2 separate regions of the Hordeum vulgare genome follow, and region 1 is linked to region 2. A link is a contact called in public Hi-C data. All regions are on one chromosome and are shown on one strand. Each heading gives the region's core, a stretch centred on a gene start, on an enhancer-like site or on the middle of the called end of the contact. The rest is flanking DNA. Distances are from core to core; before and after follow the strand shown.

Evidence for each region. A called contact is a pair of places that touch in the nucleus more often than the background predicts.
Region 1: a Hi-C map of seedling shows a contact between it and region 2, with 2.4 times the contacts expected there. The contact joins the promoter of LOC123426617 here to the promoter of LOC123430237 in region 2. A contact is called at or near these places in 2 of 6 Hi-C or Micro-C datasets (leaf and seedling) and 1 of 1 datasets of contacts at active chromatin or transcription factors (embryo).

Annotation. Positions count from the first base shown.
Region 1 is chr2H:453,504,428-453,508,568 of MorexV3_pseudomolecules_assembly, reverse strand. It overlaps LOC123426617 (acetyl-coenzyme A synthetase, chloroplastic/glyoxysomal-like), which reads right to left and starts at 1,447. Exons shown (of 18, transcript XM_045110480.1): 1 at 771-1,447; 2 at 280-426; 3 at 29-184. The coding sequence starts at 1,067.
Region 2 is chr2H:452,654,194-452,658,487 of MorexV3_pseudomolecules_assembly, reverse strand. It overlaps LOC123430237 (desiccation-related protein PCC13-62-like), which reads left to right and starts at 1,943. Exons shown (of 3, transcript XM_045114117.1): 1 at 1,943-2,426; 2 at 2,543-2,768; 3 at 2,945-3,454. The coding sequence starts at 2,071. The coding sequence ends at 3,316.

The DNA.
Region 1 (4,141 bases), core at 198-2,697, 850 kb before region 2:
AATTGTTTCACCATAACAGCATATTTACCTGGCAAACCTTATCCAAGAGCTCTGAGTATGTGAGCTTCCCGTCCTGATCAGGCTCATTCCCCTCCCAATACATCGCAATCTTCGCACCGTCCCCGGCCTCCACGTAGCGGTCCACGGCATTGTGGCAGATGTTAGTTTTGCCCCCTTTAAACCACTGCGAAAATACCAACGACGTTCAACGTCACTCTGTCCTCCCATCACAAACAAGTCAGGATCGAGAGCAAACACCACACTTAGGCATAAGCTTACTTCGATCTTGATCGGCCCCTTTGTGACATCAAGGTTCTCAGTACAGACTTCGTCAGGGCTCCACTTCTGCTTCCAGTAGAATGTTTCAGCTATTTCTGACCAGAACCCGGCAGGATCATCAATCGACCGCTGATACATCTCCCGGTACTGGTTGCCAGTCATTGAGAAAAACACCATGATCAGTCATCATATCCGCCACAAATCAAATACTACAGAGTCAGGGAATGTTCTACTCGGTAGTCAGTACTCAGTAGTCAATTCACAGACCCTAGGAAAATGGGAATTAACCCACGCTCCGAATTCACCAATCCTAACTCTCCTTATGTCCAGTCAGTCCCTATCTGCCTTATCTGATGCCGTGAGTGGGTAGCGATGGATCACACAACTAGCCGCATACTACGCGCCTCGAAACGGAAGGACTTCGAACGTACGGCGCCCGTCTGGGGGCGGATCAACATAATCGAAATGGAAAGTGGAAAAAGAATGGAGACCTGCTGCGGAGAGGAGACAAGGGCCTGGGCGGCGAAGTCGGCGCTGGGGTGGACGAGGCCGTGGTCGTCGGACGCCGGCAGCGGCTCGCCCAGCACGGTCGCCGCGCACGGCGCAGCGTGCCGCGGCTTGGCGGCGGCCACCGCCAGGCGATCGCTCGCGCCCATGGCCGAGCCCCACCGGAGCGGCGATCGAGACGACGAGGGGGCTAGCGCGGGAGCCTGGAGTGGGATCGCGCGGTGGGCGCGTGCGGAGCTGCAGCAGCAGCGGGCGGTGGTGGCGTATATATACTGGGCCATTGACGGCCTCGTGGCCTGACGGCCACGGCTCACCACACCACCTCCTTAACTGCTCGCCACCGTGGGCCAAAAAAATTCTGACTTTCGGGGCGCGTTCTGGTGGAGGAGCTAAATCAGCAGGCAGGTGGGGCGGGCGGGCGGAAGGTGGAACCGTCGATGCCTCTTGTGTCTAGTCTGGTTGGTGCGCCTTTTTCTGGTGGGACGGAGTTGTAGAGTGCTCTTGCTGCTACTCTACAGCTACTACTGTCTATGGATTCGTCGGCGCCGGCTACCGGAGCGGAAGGGGGGAAGAGGGAGCCGCGCGCCGGGCGAGGACGTCTGGATGCTCTGCGTGGCAGCGTGGGGGGTCGAGAAGCTAGGTGTCTGTGAGGGAGAATCGTCACTCTTTTTGACCCGTCTCTCCACCGTTGGAACAGAACAGACGGGCGGACGGCTCACCGCTCTGCCTGGTTTGCATCGCCGTTCGCAATCGTCCGGTGGTTTCGAGTAGTTTTTGCGGAAAGAACAATTTGAATGTATTTAACTTATTTTTAGGGGAAATGTATTTTTAACTTAATAAATTCACAATCGCTCGCCAATTTTTAAATTCCTTTAATTTTTGCAAAACACATTATAATGCTCACATGCACACATACACTCACCATGCACGCACACACGCTCTGCAACTTACTAGTTTGACAGCCGTTCTAGTGCAGCCTAGCTCAACGAAGCCTGGCTCAGCGGAGGCTGGTTGTCGAAATGTATGTGAAAAACTAACATCTGTATATTGTTTGGTTGTCTGCATTTAGACCTTTCGTATTAAATGAGTAATTTTGACATAGCGTTTGGTTGCCTGCATTGATTCAAGTCACACTACTACACGGTATTTGGTTGTATACGTGAGATATGATTAAGAGCTAACACTTACACTTAACACACACATTTACACCGTGCCTCGTGACTATGGTGGACGGTGACCGCGGCGCCGCATCCGACATGACGCGCAAGGAGTCTCGTGCTAGCGTTCCTGCGAACGCCGCGGCAAACTAGTTGCTTGTGTCGCCGCCGCAGAGAAACTCCGTGCGGAGGAGCGATGAGGCAACAGACGGGGAAGGAGAAATGCAATGTGTGTCGGACCATATCGACTGCGGTGGATGGTGACTGTGACGTCGTGTCCGACATGACGAGCACGGAGTCTCGGACGAGCGTTCTTATCGCGACCCGACAAACTACTTGCTAGCGTCGCCGTCGGGGGAAAAAGTCCATGCGAAGGAGCGCGCGAGGCAGAGGATGTGGGAGGAGAAATGCAATGCATGTCGGACCATGGCGACTGCGGTGGACAGTGGTTGTGGCTCCATGTCCCGCACGGCGTTCACGGAGTCATGCGCCAGCGACCTCATCGGTGGCAAAGAAAGTCTGCATGGAGACAATGGACAGATAGAAGAAATGTAGTGCTCGCTTCATGGCAGCGTCATCAGTGCAGTAGAACGAGAGAGAGGAGACCAAGATGATCGACGCCAGAGACGACTCCATTGTACTAGGATGTGGGCAATGAGGTTAAGAGGAACGGTGCCAGCGTCGAAAGGGACGAATAGGAGGACTCCCAGACATATAGGACAAAGGAGAAGAAATATGGTGTGCGCGTAATGACGGCGTCGGTACAGTAGGATCGTCGAAATAGGAAAATTGCAACACGAATGTCATATGGAACTGCAAGATGAAGTTGTCGGTCAAAGGAAATTTCAAATGGTCTACCATGCATGAGGAATTTGACAAAATTCGTCCAAAATAGCTCCAAACCTGAACATGAAATTGAGCATTTACGGTTGATGAAACTACAAACTGATCGTAAAAATGGAACCATAACATCAATGTGCATCTTTTTTGTGCAGGGCTTATCTCGAACCGGAACACCGTTGTGTAGATTAGAAGGGAGAAGGAAGAAGGAGATTAGGGATGAGCTTAGTAGAGGTAGAAGAAGAAGTACGTACACAGTTCGCATCCCTCCGGCCACCTCTGGTGCAAGGGCCCCACCCATGCGCACTCGATGTGCATCGCTTGGGCCTGGTAAAAGGACGTGGATGTTGCCTATAGGGGGTGAATAGGATATTTAAAGTAACTACTGTTTAGGCTTGAACAAATACGGAATAAAACAAACATTTAATTTGTCAAGCACAAAACCTAAAACAACTAGACTCACTTATGTGCACCAATAACTTATGCTAAGCAAGATAAACAACTAAGTGATAGCAAGATATATAACAAGAAATAATATGGCTATCACAAAGTAAAGTGCATAAGTATAGGGCTCGGGTAAGAGATAACCGAGGCACGCAGAGACGACGATGTATCCCAAAGTTCACACCCTTGCGGATGCTAATATCCGTTTGGAGCGGTGTGGAGGCATAATGCTCCCCAAGAAGCCACTAGGGCCACCGTAATCTCCCCACGCCCTCGCACAATGCGAGATGTTGTGATTCAACTAAGGGACCCTTGAGGTGGTCACCAAACCCGTACAAACAAGGTTGGGGCAATCTTCACGACTTAATTGGAGGCTCCCAAGAACACCACGGAGCTTCACCATAATGGATTGTGGCTTCTAGATGACCCCAAATGCTCGGGACAATCTCCACAACCTAATTAGAGACCCTGACGCTTGCCTAGAGCTTTAACCATAATAATTGAGCTCTGAGGCACCACCAAGCTTCTAGGATGCCAAAGCACCCAAGAAGAACAAGCTCTAGGGTACCAAGCACCCAAGAGTAATAAGCTTGTCAACTTTTCACTTCTACATATCACCATGGAGAACTCAAACCGATGCAACTAATGCAGTGGTAAGAACACACAAAGTGATAAAGTCCCTCACACTCAAATTCCTCCACAACAACAAAAGCCATGGAGGAATATGAGAGGAAGAACAAGGAGCTCACAAAGAACTCCGAGATCTAGACCCAAGGGGTTCCCCTCACAAAGAGGAGAAAGTGATTGGTGGAAATGCGGATCTAGATCTCCTCTCTCTTTTCCCTCAAAAACTAGCAAGAATCATTGGAGGGACTGAGAGTTAGCAAGCTCGAAGAAGGTCAACAATGGGGGGC
Region 2 (4,294 bases), core at 694-3,193:
CATGGCCCTATCATAAGGGAGGTCAGACTACATCCACAACTCTTCGAGGAGTGCAATTTCCTTCATGAGAATAGGTCTAGGAATCACCAAGCCGATAGTCTAGCCAAGCATTCACTATATCTTGACATATGTACACATGTCTGGCTAATTGAGCCGCATGATAACGTAATCATCCCGTTGGAACTAGTTGATGAATAATGTTTTATAGTTTCCCTAAAAAATACAAATCATGGACAACATACATACGCGCAGGACAACACATCCATCTTATTTGCATGATTTCTTGTCTTTGTAGATTACATTGCAATATGTTTATATGAAAGGAGTTGTTTTACCATTTGGTCTTTAGATTAAGAAATAAAGTAGAGTAAGATATATTGTTGGCCCTGTCTTCAAATTTAGGGAGCTAACAAAAATGGTTGGCACATATTTCCCAGAGCCAAACATAATATTTATCTCTTTCAGCACAAGTTAGAATTTAAAATTCATATTTCAAAAATAAATAAATTCAAGATTAGGGAAGCAAAAATGTATCTAAAATTTTAAATAATCAGAGTATGCCACTATTGCACTATTGACCATAGACATTTATGATGCGAAAAAGCTTATTTTTCTATAATCATATATCATAACTAAGAATCTTAAAATTTCCGTAGAAGGTCCTAATTAAGTATTCATGTAGTTGCCAATTATATTCATAGCTTAATGTTAATTGCAATTATATAATGTTCAATGCAACCACCATCCGGTTAGAGAACTATGCATAATTTCCGCCACTAGGTCAAACTTTTTGTGAACGATTGAATGAAGGAACAAGAAATGGTTATGTTGCAGAGAAAAGGAAGCACAAATGGAGGATTGGATAATAAATATGAGCATATGCTTAAAACAAAAAGTTCGGTTGCATAGACTGTAAAGGAGGAGATTGGTAGATAAATGTGTTTTGAAGAAGCCACACCTCACGTGCATGCGAGGGCGTTGCCGTCGATGTGCATTTGGTGGTGTCCATTCCGATGGCCACGCCTTCAAGGGCGTTCATAGTTGTTGGCCACCTCGCACCAAGTGCATCATCCTACGATTGATGAGATTGCGATCAGATGAACACTACGGCTGCCGTTGGTGGGACGAGAAGAGGTTAAGTGATGAAACTGATGGATGGTTTTGTTGAAATACAGAATGTGGAAATATGTGTGTGTCTTAGGCACTGAAAAAAATAGCGCTATACCATCACTAATAGCATCCTATAGCGTATACAGAATTGGCTCGCTAAATTGATCAATGTATAATGTCTCGCTAATAACACGTTATAGCGTGCTATAGCACACTAATAACATATTTTTAGAAGGGATGCTATTTTGTATAACACGCTATTTTTTCATTGGTCTTAGGGCAGTGGTGTTGGATGGTGTTGAGCCATGCTTGCAGGACTAGGAGCTTACTTAGGACTTAGGGGACAAGACATGTTTCTAAAATTATAAACACGTTGCTAACTTAAAAAAAAGGGTGCATCAAGCTAATATTTCCCTTGCAAGCACTGTTTTATAATGCCTTGCAAGCACATGTGAGACCTTGTTTCTTCGCCCTTCCTACCTTTCTTTCTGAGCGCACATCGCATGTCCCATTTCGTGTACGGGAACTTGTGTAATTTGCGCCACCATAGTGTGTACTTCAAGAGCCCAAGGTAAGGTCCAAAACTAGAAAACTCGCAAGACAAGTGCACAGAAAACGTCACACAATGGAGTAATGGTCGACCCACTCAAATTTCCTCCAAGACAAAGGAAACAGCGACCGGCCGTTTAAACAACGCCACACGTAGCTCCCCCGGACGCCACACCCTTGGCACGCCACCCCCACTCCTCTTCCCGTTCCCGTCCACGTCATGATCCACGTTTCACCCCTTCCGCATGTGCCGCACCGCCTATATTACATTCGCTGATCCCGAGGACGAGAACACGCAGAAGTCGAGTCCCCCAAACCTGCAGATCAGTGATCCTACCATCCTTGGCGTGTGGGAACAAGTCCCAACTCCCAACTCGGGATCATACTATACGAGCTGCAACTAGTATTGCCATGGGTCCGCCGGCCACCGTCGTCGTGGTCGCCTTGGTGGCGGTTGCTCTCTGCGTCGGCGTCTGCCGGGCGCAGGACATGGACAACGAGTGGGCACGGTACCGTGGGTTCTTCGGCGGCGGCGGCGGCACGATGCTGCCACAATCGGACGTGGACCTGCTGGAGTTCCCGCTGAACCTCGAGTACCTGGAGGCGGAGTTCTTCTGCTGGTCGGCGCTGGGCTACGGCCTGGATGGCATCGACGTCAACCTCACCAGCGGCGGTCCGCCCCCAATCGGTGGCCAGACCGCCGCCCTCACTCCCTTCGTCCGAGACGTCGCCACACAGTTCTGCTACCAAGAAGTTGGCCACCTCAGGTACGTACGCTATTAAGCTCACAATTCGGCCACTCGTACTCTCTCCCGACCAAGAACTATTAGTGGCACAGAAGTGGCATATCGTTTATGGACAGTGCGTGCGTGTGTATGTGCAGGGCGATCAAGCAGACCGTGAGGGGATTCCCGCGGCCGCAGCTGGACATCAGCGCGACCAACATCGGCAAGATCGTGGAGCAGGCGATGAACACGACGCTGGACCCGCCCTTCAACCCATACGAGAACAGCCTCAACTTCCTCATCGCTTCCTACATCATCCCCTACGTCGGCCTTACTGGCTACGTCGGCGCGAACCCCCACCTCCTCACTCCTCAGGCCAGAAGGGTACGTACCTAAGCTACGCCATAAGCGTGATCACCCTACCACTACTTACCCCATAGCCGTATTGATTGCACACACAAAATGCGTGCATGCGTACTGATATTCCCGTTAATTACATGTACGTGATAGTAATTAGTACAGTAACTGATAGTAGTACTTCTGTGATTGATTGCACGCAGCTGGTGGCGGGACTGCTGGGCGTGGAATCGGCACAGGACGCTGTGATCCGGGCTCTGTTGTACGAGCGCGGACTGTCGCGGGTGGCGAGCTATGGTGTTGGTGTGGCGGAGGTGACCGCGCACATCTCCGAGCTGCGGAACGAGCTGGGGAGGAGGGGAGTGAAGGACGAAGGGCTAGTGGTGGCGCCTGGTCAGGGGCCCGAGGGGCAGACCGTGGGGAACATCATCGCCGGCGACCGCTTCTCACTCGCTTACGATCGCACGCCCGAGGAGATCCTCGGCATCGTGTACGGCACCGGAAGCCCCGCCCAGGCCGGCGGGTTCTTTCCCCAGGGCGCTGATGGCCGCATCGCCAGGGGCCTCCTCATGTAGACGATCAATCACGGACATGTATACATCTGGAGTGTTTGTTGTTCTCTAAAGCAAACTGTAGACTATGCATCATACATGTGTGTGTTGTCCTTATGCATGCTAATAATCAATAAAAGGACCTGCAAGTTCCAGAATCAACCATGGAACCCCAAGCTTCCTGTGACAGCGGACGAATTTGGTCTTATCACAGAGAAGTGGCTTGAGAGCATCTCCAAACACCCGTCGAACGTGCGGCGGGCCCTTTTTGATGCGGGAAAGGCGGCGACCGTTGTAAAATGCAGCGCGCATAGCTTCAGCAAACGCGTTAAAATGCAGTGCGATATCGTTGAATAACATATGCGTTTAAGTTCAACATATGCGCTTAAAACATAAGAAAAAAGATCAAACACAAACAAAATAAATCAACAAAAATCGATCATATCCTTTCAAATTCTCTGCCGACTCATAACCAAACCACTGTGCTTGAGTCTTTTATTGATGTACATAGCTAAAATCATTGCAAGATCCTCCTCCTCTTTCATATCAAATTCTTTTTTCGAAGAATCATTTGAGGAACTCACCTACAATGTTTAATTTAAACTAAGCTATAAAAACTACAAACAACATGCATTAAATTCATGTAAAAAAGTGTAGTTGAATCCAATATATACATTACCGATGTTTTGTTGAACACCTTGCGGGCGTCAAGCGGCAATGGACGGCCGGCGCTGTTCGCCGGACTACTGCCGTGCGCAAGGGGCGGCGGTGACTAGAGAGAGAGGAGGAAGCAGCGGCGGCGCGGGGATAGGTCGGGGAAGCGCCGGAACGGTCGTCGAAAGAAATGGGGTGGCGCGAGCGGCGTCGCCGCCGCGGTTGGATGGGGTAGGTGGAGTTGCGAGCGGGCGCTCAAGTATGCGAAATGGGGTGGCGCGAGCGGCGTCGCCGCCGCGGTTGGATGGGGTAGGTGGAGTTGCGAGCGGGCGCTCAAGTATGCAGCGC